Linked DNA regions of Mus musculus: region 2 is linked to region 1. A link is a contact called in public HiChIP or PLAC-seq data. All regions are on one chromosome and are shown on one strand. The core of a region is the stretch at or near the end of the contact, and the rest is flanking DNA. Distances in the headings are between cores, read along the strand shown. Region 1 overlaps Poc1b (POC1 centriolar protein B). Region 2 overlaps Kitl (kit ligand).

What was found. HiChIP or PLAC-seq counts read pairs in DNA pulled down with a chosen protein or histone mark.
Region 2: a contact with region 1 is called in an HNF4G HiChIP or PLAC-seq map of pancreatic cancer cells. The contact joins two enhancer-like sites. A contact is called at or near these places in 3 of 115 datasets of contacts at active chromatin or transcription factors (cardiomyocytes, microglia and pancreatic cancer cells).

Annotation. Positions count from the first base shown.
Region 1 is chr10:99,187,278-99,193,485 of GRCm38.p6, reverse strand. It overlaps Poc1b (POC1 centriolar protein B), which reads right to left. Exons shown (of 12, transcript NM_027740.7): 11 at 489-704. Among named protein-coding and RNA genes, the nearest start is that of Gm34574, 42 kb to the left of the region's middle. Within about 2 kb of position 2,530, at least 9 of the 459 cell types and tissues checked have an H3K27ac peak or open chromatin away from gene starts, as enhancers often do. A contact at or near this core is called in pancreatic cancer cells, where this site is marked.
Region 2 is chr10:100,053,468-100,059,297 of GRCm38.p6, reverse strand. All of the region lies in intron 2 of Kitl (kit ligand), which reads right to left. Among named protein-coding and RNA genes, the nearest start is that of Kitl, 41 kb to the right of the region's middle. Within about 2 kb of position 3,992, at least 43 of the 459 cell types and tissues checked have an H3K27ac peak or open chromatin away from gene starts, as enhancers often do. A contact at or near this core is called in pancreatic cancer cells, where this site is marked.

The sequences.
Region 1 (6,208 bases), core at 1,281-3,780:
ACACTGAGCTGGCAGAGTGTTTTCAGTGAAGACTATAAACTTTGGCAATATTTTGTACTATACAGGAGTTTTTACTTACAGTACATTTTTCTTATGCTATTAAATATTTCTTTATATGTGACCTAATATAAATATACCACATCACAAATTCACAGGATAGAACGTTACTGCTTAGGACCAACTGGCATTTATAGCACAGAATACTACCACTGATGTCTGCACAGATGATACAAATGCCAGAGAGAACAAAGTGCATGTGTACATATGTACACACACACACACACACACACACACACACACACACACACACAGAGGCACACATATACTGTTCTATATAAATTCTCTCAGACCAGGTTAGCCCTAAGTGCCTTGCTAGTGACTGACTGAGTTTGCCTTGCCAGGATAACGCCCCTGCTCTGTTAGTCTCACATCCTGCATCCCGGGAGGGCTCTGCCTATCTTACTCAGGGTGGCGCCAGGCCAGCCCACCTGGGTTAGGATGTTGAGTTGTTCCATAATGTGCTCCAGTGCGTCAGCCACCGCCAGCGGGACGCTCCTCAGGCTTTCGGAGGGCACATCACTTACATCTTCTGGTCTCTTTTTCACAGTTGTGGATGAACATTCTGGCATTAACAAAGGGTTCAAGAAATACCTACAGATGTCTTCACCCTTGCCTGGCACAGCTCGATAGGTGGAATCCGTCATCTTTAATGTCATGGAAAAGACAGAAACAAAGTTTCCAAACTTAAACAGTATATATACACATATGCATATATAAATATATATCTAACAGTTCCAGATTTATCTTTTTATGAATCATTTTATCTTCTTTATATAACAGAGTACATAAATTATAATAAAGAAACAAAGCTAGCAAGGTAGAGAAAAATTTACAAATATAAATTGTTTCAACAAAAGATGTGGGGGAAACTAGATACACTTGTGAGAATAAACTTGTGCTCTGACTTCATGTCATATACAATATTAATTCAAAAAAGGTCAGAGGGCTGGTGAGATGGCTCGGCAGGTAAGAGCACTTGACTGCTCTTCTGAAGGTCTCGAGTTCAAATCCCAGCAACCACATGGTAGCTCACAACCACCTGTAATAAGATCTGACACCCTATTTTGGTGTGTCTGAAGACAGCTACAGTGCACTTATTTATAATAATAAATAAATCTTTGGGCCAGAGTGAACAGGGACTGAGTGAGTGGGGTCTACTGGAGAGAGCGGGGTCTACCAGAGCGAGAGGGGTTGACCAGAGTGAGCAGAGGTCCTAAATTCAATTCCCAACAGCCAGACGAAGACTCACAACTATTTGTACAGCTACAGTGTATACCCATATACATGAAATAAATAAATATTAAAAAAAAAAACCCCAAAAAACTAAAAAAGGTCAGAGACTTAAAGAGAAGAGCTAAGACTATAAAACGTTTAGAAAGAATCAGGATTTTCCTGATCTGGACCTGGGACTGTCCCACCTGTTGACACAACATGACAATTGTATTCACTGCTGTCCAGGATACATGTGGCCTGGGTGAGATATTCCTGAACTATACAAAATGTACTTATGCATAACATCAAGATCAAGATGACAAGGTAAAAAATAAATTGGATGTAATAATTTGTATAATAAAAATGATACCACCAAGATAGCGAAAACAAATGGAAGAAACTATTTTTGAATCAAATACTTGATAAGGGCCTTGTACAACGACACAAAGATTTGCAATTTAAGGATTACAGATACATAATGTAATTAAACAGCTAATGATACACAAATGGCCAATAATCTCACAAGCATATCTTGAACATTATCAGCAATAGCAAATCCAAACTGCAAGGACATTGACTTCACCTGCACTAAGATGGCAGAAAAGAACAACGCAGGGTAACACGTGTCAGCGGGATGCTGAGAACGGGGAGCCCTCACACTGCTGGTGAGCGACAAATGTAGATGCCAGGAGACATTAAATATGAAATCACTATATGACTTAGCAAACCCAGTTGTCGATCTAAACCCAAGAGAGTGAACACTTATCCACGCAAGCTGTGTGAAAATGTTCAGGGCGGCGGTGATCATGATGTTCAAGAAGTTAGGAAGAATCCATGACACGGAAGAAACACAAAACAGCAAATCTGCACTAGGATTATTTGTTCACAAAAAATGGGAAACATTATAATGAGTTTTACAACCCAGTTGAACATTCTAAGCACTGAACTAGACACCAAAGGCTAAATATTAGCCAATACTATTTCTATAAAAAAAAAATCAAAATGAGAAAATATGGTAATGTACTAAACCCAGGGGCTGAGTACAAAGAACAATAAGGAGACACTGGGAATGCAGCTGGGGGTGGGGTGGGGTGGAACGCTGTTTTCAAAGTCCTTTGGGAGTGACAAAATGTTCTTTAGGGGCTCAAGAGATGGCTCAGCAGTTAAGAGCACTCACTGGCTGCTAGAGTTCAATTCCTAGCAACCACATGGTGGTTCACAACCACCTTTAGTCCTGTCCCTGGGGATCCAGCGCCCTCTTCTGGCCTCTCAAGACACTGTATGCACATTTAAAAAATTAGTCATAGTAAGCACAACTTTGTGTAATAAGTACCAGTGAAGTACACACGTCAAATGAGTCAATTTTATATTACATAAAATTTCTCATTAAAGTTATTATGAAAATAGGACACAAATAAATACATGCCTCAGAGGGTTGTTTGTTTTTCCAGTCTTAAATTCCTGGTGATGGCTAGAGGTCTGGGGGTTCCTGGCAGAGGTTTGTTTCTCGGGGTAGCTCTGCTGACAAAGCAACATGTGGAGCTTGCTCCACGCTTTCTCCATATTTGCTGATTTTATCCTCTCAATGATTCTGCAGGTACTCTGCTGGCTTCCATGGCCGCCTTTGGTGTGCTAGCGAGGCTCAATCCTTTCGGCGCTCCAAACTGTACTCTCAGTTTTCAAACAAGACAGACACTGAACAAAATCCAGCCTGTCCAAGGACACACATGCCACATATAGCGAAGAACCAATGTTAAGTCTAAAAGATGCAGAAGCCCTCCACACACAGAGCTGTGGGACGAGGCCACTGCTTTTCCTGACGTTCTACCATTTTTTAGGACGGTGGAACTTTCGATTTCCCCTCATATATAGAGATAATAATTCAGTATTTGTCAAAACTATTGAAAATAACCCGAGAATCCACTATTATAATCAGCTAGAGTGAAGCCGGGGCCTATTCACACTAAGCTTTGTCCTCAGCTCCAGGGCGTGACTCTCTTTCTTCCTTGATTTTTTTATTTTTATTTTCTGTACACTAGTGTTTTGCCTGCAAGTGTGAGGAAATTGGATCCCCTGGGACAGGAGTTACATGACAGACAATTGTAATGTATTATGTGGGTGCTGGGAATTGAACCTGGGTCCTTTGGTAGAGCAGCCAGCCCCGGGTCACTACTCTTAAGCGAATTTTGATTATAGGTCTAAAATACCTCTTTGCAACCCCACTGGGCTCAGCAGACCTAGCTGCCCAGAGTCTGTTTACTGAGGCAGTGTTTCTATATATTCACGTTCACCCTCCCCTGAAAAAACTCCTGCTCAAAGACGGCCTCTCTTGTTCAATGCTTCTCTACGACTTTCTCTGCTCTCCTAGCAAGGCCAAGTCCTTTTCAGACTGAGCTTTCTGCCTGACTGTCCTGTACTTAGACACATCTCTGACACTGCCCCCCCCCACCCAAAAGCCAGGCCTCCTGCTCACCAGCATGGCGTCTTCTTTTCCTCCAGTATTGTAAACACCAGCATGTATGGCGACTAGCTGCCTATTACCTTTCTTCTCCAGGAGGTCTCTCCTCATGGCTCTATCTTCTAACACTAGCAGGTCTTGACTTCTGATGGTGTTAATTATCATACCAAGTTTTCAGTGCTATCATCACGAGTTGAAAGCAAGCTCTCTATAACCAAGATTCCCTCCCCCCATTTGTTTTTAGAAAACGGGAGTCATAAGTAACACATTGAAGTGTTTCCGCAGCCACAAATAATCACGATAACAACAAGCCCAGCCCTTCGTGGTAACAGGTCCCAACCTAGTCGGTAGAGCAGCTCAATCAATGAACTTGCGCAATGCAGTCACACTGGTCATTAAGAAGAAAACAGGGGGGTAAAAGATTAGGAACATCGGAAGTCAAAGCAATAAAGGAACTCCAATAAAGTTTAATAGTACTTTTCTTGTTTGGAGACAAAAAACAGATTACCATCACAGAACATATGGGCATGATAAGAAAAGGAGGCAGGCAGGCAGGAAGAAAAACAACCAGTCCTTACCCAAAGCATCAGCCAACTGATGTCTTTCTATCAAAGGAATTAGAACCTACGTAGTGACTGATTCATTTCTACCAACCAATCCTACCTTTGCCTCCTGTCTGTAGAGAAGAAAAGTGAGATGCACACATTATTAAAAATTAAAAAGAAATTTCATTATCATAAAATTGTAATGCAACAATGTATAGATTTTGTGCTGATGACGTGAGTCTATAGTAGTCAGTGTCGGGAGTGAAGGCCTCGGGGCTCGACACCAGACCGAGCATTGCCAGCGCCACGCATGCAGGTGGTGTGGTGCTCATGCTCAAGTGCTCTCTACCGGGCTGGGGAGCTACAGACACGGCTGGTGCTAAGTGAGCAGAAAACACAGGAGGCAGAGGACTTGAGAGCTGGTAGGTTCAAAACGGAAGACAGCACACGGCATCTCGGGTACTGCTGACACCCCAGCAGCAGAGCACAGGGACACATTTAATTTTTAAATATTCTATGTGTATGTGTGGGTTTATGTGTGTTATGTATGCAGAAGCCAGCGGAGGCCAGAAGAGGACTTCAGTCTCTCAGAACCAGGATTTCAGATGGCTGTGAATCTGGGTCCTTTGCAGAATGGTTCTAAATGCTGAGACATCTCTCCAGCCCCAAAATATATTTTAATTTTAGTTGAATTGAAGTTGGCATCAGGAGTCTTCCTAAACACTCTCTAATTGAGGTAGGGACTCCCACTTGAACCCAGAGTTTGCTGTTATGGCAATTTTGACTTAACCAACTTGTTCTGGGATCATCTGTCGCTGTGTTCTAAGTGGGCTGTCACACCCACCTGGCAATATGTGGGTTTTAGGGATTCAAACTCTGATCTTGATGCTTACATAGCAAGCTCTTTAACCCTGGGGCCATCTCCCCTGCCCTGATAGGAACTATTAAACAGAAGGAAAACTGTAGAACACAGAATGGCAAGGGTGTACTAACTCATTACAGAGACAAGGTGGACAGTGGCAGATCTCCCTGGGGCTTTAAAGATGTCACTGTTACGTGAGACCAGCAGCTCAGCTACCTAGGCAAACAAACTGCACCACCTTGGTGCTAGGAGAATAGACAGAGAAACAATGAACCCAGATGGAGTTTTTGTGGGTATGCAGGACAGACAGACAAAGGGATGTAAAGGAACCAAGTGACCTAAGATGCCCAGAGAGAGATGGAGACATGGGGACCAGCAATGAAACTGCAGATAGCCTGGTGGCTGGAGTGTCTTCTGGGGTTTACAAGTCTTTAAATGGGAGGGACAGCAGTGGTGGCCAGAGTGGGAGGCACTAAGCAGAGTTTACCATCAGCACAAAGGATGCAGCCTGTCACCAAATTCCCAGAGCACCCTGACAAAGCAGGATGGCTATCTTTCATAGGTAACTGAGTATCGCTCTATGCTTGGTGCTTTTCCTAAGATCAAAACCATGCTAACATGAGTAGGTGGGAAATAAGAAAAAAACCAAAGGCCTCCCCTGTTGAATCTGTCACAGGGCTACCACAAAGATTTCATACTCATCTCTACAGGCTTACAACACTAGGCTGTTCACTTTGAACAGCGTACTACATATTCTTGTGAAAACTGATCAAGTTTGATTGGCTCCAATGCATTTCTAGGATAAAAATTAGGAAAATGTTATGTGAACTGTTTCTTCTCCTAAACTACGTTTACTAAGTTTAGAAAGTCTTTTCTCTCTCTCCTCCCTCTGTCCTGCCTTCCCTCCCCCCACCCTAGATGTTTGTATGGCTTTGGCTGTCCTGGAACTAGCTCTGTCCATCAGGCTGGCCTTACAAGTGTTGGAATTAAAGGCATACACCACCATGACTGCCCCCCTCAAATCAATCAATCAATCAATCAATCAATCAATCAATCACCGAACTAAACAAA
Region 2 (5,830 bases), core at 2,743-5,242, 860 kb before region 1:
CTACAGCAAGGAATGCTTAACACATCCACCTTAGTGGCCCGGCTTCCAGTCCTCCTGCATGCTTCAGGAAAATCCTTTTTTTTGTCTTTGGATAGTTTTGGTTTTCCTGTTAGTTCTGTCTAAAATCCTAACTAGATCAGCTATCATAGTTTTTTGTTTGTTTGTTTGTTTGTTTTCAAGGATATCTGGGTGAGTTCTAAAACAAAACAAAACAAAACAAAGAACAAAAACAAAACAAAACAAAAAACAACAACAAAACAAACAACAAAAAAAAGCAGCAACAACAAACACAGGAAACCAAGGAGATAAGTCAATTGTGATTTTAAAATTAAGATGACTTCAGAAAACTTGCCTCTTATTAGTTCAACACCCAAATGATAGCCACTGTTTCCTTTCAAATAGAACAGGTCAATTTTTTCTATGTGCACATGGTACCATGGATCCAATCCAGTTCCTTATGTATGCTAGTCAATAGCTCTACTAACCCCAGCCTAAGACATTTTTTAAAATCTACTTTACAATGACATGATTTGAATATGGTTTGTTCCTACAAAATTAATGCTGGACTCTTTTTTTTTTTTTTTTGCATTTATTTGAAACTCCCTGCCCCCTGCAGCATGTGTGTGTATGGTGTGTGTGTGTGTGTGTGTGTGTGTGTAAATCAGAAGATGGCTGTGGGAGTCAATTCTCCCTCATACCTGTGGGTTCCAGGGTTCAATTTAAGTAAGCATTGTTGCTTATCAAAGTAACTCAACAGTCAGTCACACTGAAATTTAATCTCCATTATGAAACACGGTGGGAAAATGTGAGAGCTTTTAGAGGTAGCTAGGATTCTGTCCTTAAGAACATGGACTGTATTCTAAATATAATGCATAGATTAAAGGGTTCTCTTAAGAGTATGTCTGCCCTATAAGCCAGCCAGACTAGGTCTTTGCTTTCTGTCTCTCCTTGTGGTACATTGCCCCTTCTTAGGACTATTCCAGATAGACACACTAGATGCAGTTTTTGGCTTGGACCAGAAGTGTGAGTCAAATTAAAACTCTTCATTACTTTCCAAGAGTGAGATATTGTGCTATTAGCAACTGAGACAACATATATGTATCTGTGTGTGTATATATGTGTGTGTATATATATATATATATATATATATATATATGCTTATACATGTTATTATATATTACTGTATATATCTTATGAGTATATATAAATATATCTTATGATTAGATATATATAGCTATATATATCTTGTGAAAAAATATATATGATGATGATTCCAGCTAAATTATAGTAATTGAGCTTCTAAATGCAATAGCTTCCCAATCACCATAAGATAAGTTGGTTCAGGAAATAAAATTCATTAGATTAGCCTGGTAATTCATAAACAGCAGCTGGTTCATTTTCCTCAGGCTGCTGGCAATGCGTCATCGATCATGAACATCAATCTACCTCAGAAAACGTTTTGAGAAAGACAAATCATGATTCAGCAGATATTTAAAGATGAAACAGAACAGCTAGGAAGAATTCAAAATTCACATTTGACTAAATGCCCTCCCCCCAAGTGAAGGGACGAGAGTACCACAAATGAGAAGAATCACAGGGAGAGCAGGCAGGAAGAATCCACTTGAACCAGTTTAATATTTGGATTCCTTCTTAAACGAGCACTGAGACACTTTCAACACCACACTGCAACTATCCATAGACGTTTTTAAGTTTGGCTCATCCTTATCCCAGTTACTTGACTCTTTCCTTAGGTAGGTCTGACTCTGCCATTGAAAACAAGTCTTGCAACATTTTTTTTTTCAAAAACAAAGCAAAATGTTCTGTAAATAGATGAACTATTATGCTAAGTAAACATGCCAGAAGAATTTCAAATAAAAGCCATGGGGACCATAGGGGCAGTACAAAATGTCCAAGAAGAAATTAAAAAAAAAAAAAAGTAAAGTGATAAATCATATGCTTCTTTGGCATGAGTATCACCCAAGCAAACATAGAGTCTGTGGCACAGGGCAAGCTGCCACCTACTGTAAAGACAGAGCTGGTAGAGAGCACAGAGCAATGATCTCCACTGGAAAAACCAACTGTGAGCACATAGCAAGGCAAAACAAAAAATCATAAAGAAGAAGAAAGAGGAGGAGGAGGAGGAGGAGGAAGAGGAGGAGGAGGAGGAAAAGGAAAAGAAGAGGAGGAGAAGAGGAAGAAGAAGGAGGAGGAGGAGGAATAGGAGGAGGAGGAAGAAAAGAAGAGGAGGAGGAGGAGGAGGAAAAGAAGAGGAGGAGAGGAAGGGTTACACCTATAAAACCAAGTCCTCTTCTTCCATACAAATCCCTATTCCCTTTTGTCTGACAAGATTGATTTATTCTAGGCAGTCCAACCTAATGAGACATCATTGTGGAGTAAAATGATATAAAGCTGAGAAGGACTGTGAAATTCTCTAATCACATAGATTTTCCTGGGGCCCCTGACTTCTCTGAGAAGTGAGGAAAGCTATACGTGGCTCCTTCGGACAAAAAATGGACAAAAAGCATGGGAGAGTACAATGTAGAGTCTGAAGTGTTAAGGACCCTCATCACATCCATGTTTCTCATTTCTGCATTCAGTAGTTTGCCTATGGACTGATGAACAGGTAGGTATTCGATGGTACTCAAACCACCCCATGGCCCCAGCTTCCACCAAGGTATTCAGTCCTACCATCCTTTAAATGAAACTCTGCAATGATCTGCTACCTCAGGAGTCACTCCTGTTGAAGGAATGAAGCTAATGGATTAGCATAGGAAATGCTTAACTTCTTTATAACCGGGAGAAACAGAGGCCAGCCCTGCAGTTTCTGGGCAAACCACCATCGACTTGCACCGTCCAGGAAAACATGAAGCTTCCTGAACCCACAGCCACAAGCTGCACCTCAGCACTTCTGCACTGGGAACCACACAGCTCCCCGAGAGATTGCTGGGGCTGGGCTCCTTCTAGCCTACAAATTTGGGTTAAAGCAGTGGCTTTTGAGCATTCTTTCAGAAGCTCAAATCTACGTCAAGCCAAGTTCAATCTGGAAGCATGGATGTATAAACAAAAGTCGAAAGGCTTGGTGGCTCTAGGAACCACTGACAGCTACTGTCCCTGAAGGCACGAAGAGGCAAAGGGCCCTGGGGGTCCCCTTCAGCTCCCTTACACTTTAGTTTCCTTTTATGTTTATAGATAGGTCATCTCCACATTCCCTTGACACCCAGTACACTACCACCACCATAAATGGCAAATGGCACTTGTCCAGAGACTCCTCTATTTCAACTCTCATAATCATTTGCTAAGATTACGCATAATAAATTTATTGTAAATGGCAAGAAAACTGGGACAGAGAGAATTTATGTGATAATAACTGGCTTAAAAAAAAACTTGTTTAATATATATCACAAAGTGGATACTGAGATTTAGAAAGGTAACTACTTACCTAATGTAAAAGAGTGAGGATGTAAACACAGACATACCCAAATTCATAATGTTAGCCAGGGTATACATGAGCACAAATTGGATCCTATGCTATGCTGTGAAAAAATTTAAAGAGTAAGTGCATTTATTTATTTATTTATTCATTCATTTATTGTGTGTGTCTGCACACACACACATGTGCACACAGCCATATGCCAGAGTGCTTATGTGGAGGTCTGAAGACGACTTATAAATGTCAGTTTTCTCCTCCCTTATCGGGGAGCCAGGGGTAGAACCTGAGTTGGTTGGCTTGGCTTGTCAGCAAGATCCTCCAGCTGCAGAGCCCTCTTGCTGGCCCTACTGCTTATGGTACTGGTACAGTGGGGCACTCACACTGTAGGCTAGAGGACTGACTCACCAAACTCGATCAATAATTTTCTGTTCTCAGAGGTTGGGTTATACTTTTTTGTTTCCTCCTCTATAAAATACAGGCTGCAGATGGCATCAGTCTTTATTCAGGAACAAGGGATCTTCAGAGCCTGCTATTCCTAACTTGACTTACTTTCAAATGTCTTAATATAAAATAGGCAAGAAAACATACTGAGCTTGCTAGAGGAACTCCTGGATGATTTTCCCCTGAGTCAAGTGCTGGAAGGCAGTTTTTTTTTTTTTTCCTTTTTATTGCACAGTGACTAACATTTGCACTCAGAGTAAGAAATTATATTTTACTGTCACCATTACCAAACTCTCCCTTTCCATATGTTTCTTCTTTCTCATCTTAATGATTTTGGAGTCGGTTGTTTTTTTTTAAAATGTATATCTGTATAGGTCTTTATTAAGTTACAAGTGATTATTAAAAGGTCATAATCAGCAGCAAAAGGCAAGCATAGAGAATCTTAGGAGCTGCTTGTAATACCCACCTGTGCTGCCTGAAAATACCACTTTCACATTTACAGGAAGTGGTACTTCGTAAGTCATGTTCCTTCCGCCACTTTGCAATAACACCTACCAGAAACATCTCTTCAGCGTTGCATTCATCTTCAGATGTTCAGCCTGGTGTCAGATACACCCTCATCTTCCAACAAATGGACCCCCTATGTTTACAATGTATTTTATTTTACGTGTAGGAGTCCTTTGTCTGCATGCATATCCTGTTCATCATGTGTGTGCTTAGTGCCAAGGGGGTCAGAAGTTGGGTATCGGATCCCTTAGGACTGGAGTTACAGTACTCAGGTCTTCTAAAAAATCAGCCAGTGCTCCTGACCTCTGAGCATCTCTCCAAGGCACGACCACCTATTTGAAATTTGCAGCTCCCCTGGTCTGCTCTCAGCATCCACCAGTATACTGGCAGCTCCAGACGATCACTTTCCAGTGACCTACTTTAAGCATACTTCAGAGCTTTGTATTAATAGACATGCTTAAAATCTGCATAATGTAGAATCACTTGGAGGTAGCAATGGGACCAAATTATAGGGAAGATAATGACCTCTGACCTCCTCCCTCCTTCCCCCCTGGTATTAGCTATTGAACCTAGAGCTTCACACATGCAAGTGCTTTTGCACGGAGCTATATCTTGAACACTTTGTCTCTAAACTTTTGACAGAATAGACCATCTAAAGCAAACTGTTCTGAAACCTCTTTCCAGAGCTTCATGAAAAATGTAGATGCCTGGACACTTTCCCAGGCTTATTGAATCAGTTCCTTGGATCAGGGCCCAGTGTTTCATAAGCACCACAGGCAATGGTGATGTGTATCCAAGTGCAGTCTGTCCTTTCTCCATTCACCCAACAACACTGGACGATGGGTGTGATGGTTAGCTTTAATTGTCAATTTGAGACAACCTCGAAATACCTAACAAGGGAGCCTACCTGAGGGATTGCCTACATTAGGTTAGGTTGGCTTGTGAGCATATCTTTGGGGGGTTATATTGATTGCTGTAATTGGTATGAAAACACCTAACCACTGTGGGCGGGACCATTCCCTGCGCCTGACATGCAGATTATATTAGAATGGAGAAAGTGAGCTGAACGCCAGCATCCATGTATTAATTCATTGCTCTCTGCTGACCGAGGGTATGATGTCACCAGGTGTTTCAAATTCCTGCCCCTTTGATTTCTCCTTGATGATAGAACTTGGAATTGAACTTAAGCCAAGTAAACCCTTCTCTTAAGTTGTTTTTCTTATTCACAATGGGAAAGAAAATTGGGACAATGAGCCTGGTATGGTGGGTATATACCTGTAATCCCTGCATGGATTAAAAAGATCAGAGATTTGATGAGGTCAAGCTGGTCTGCACATGAAAGTCCTATTTCAAGCAACAAAACAAAACAAATCATACATACACACACAAGAAAACAACAAATCTCTCAAATACTTGAATATTTTGCTGGTGATACATGTAACTCAAACATAA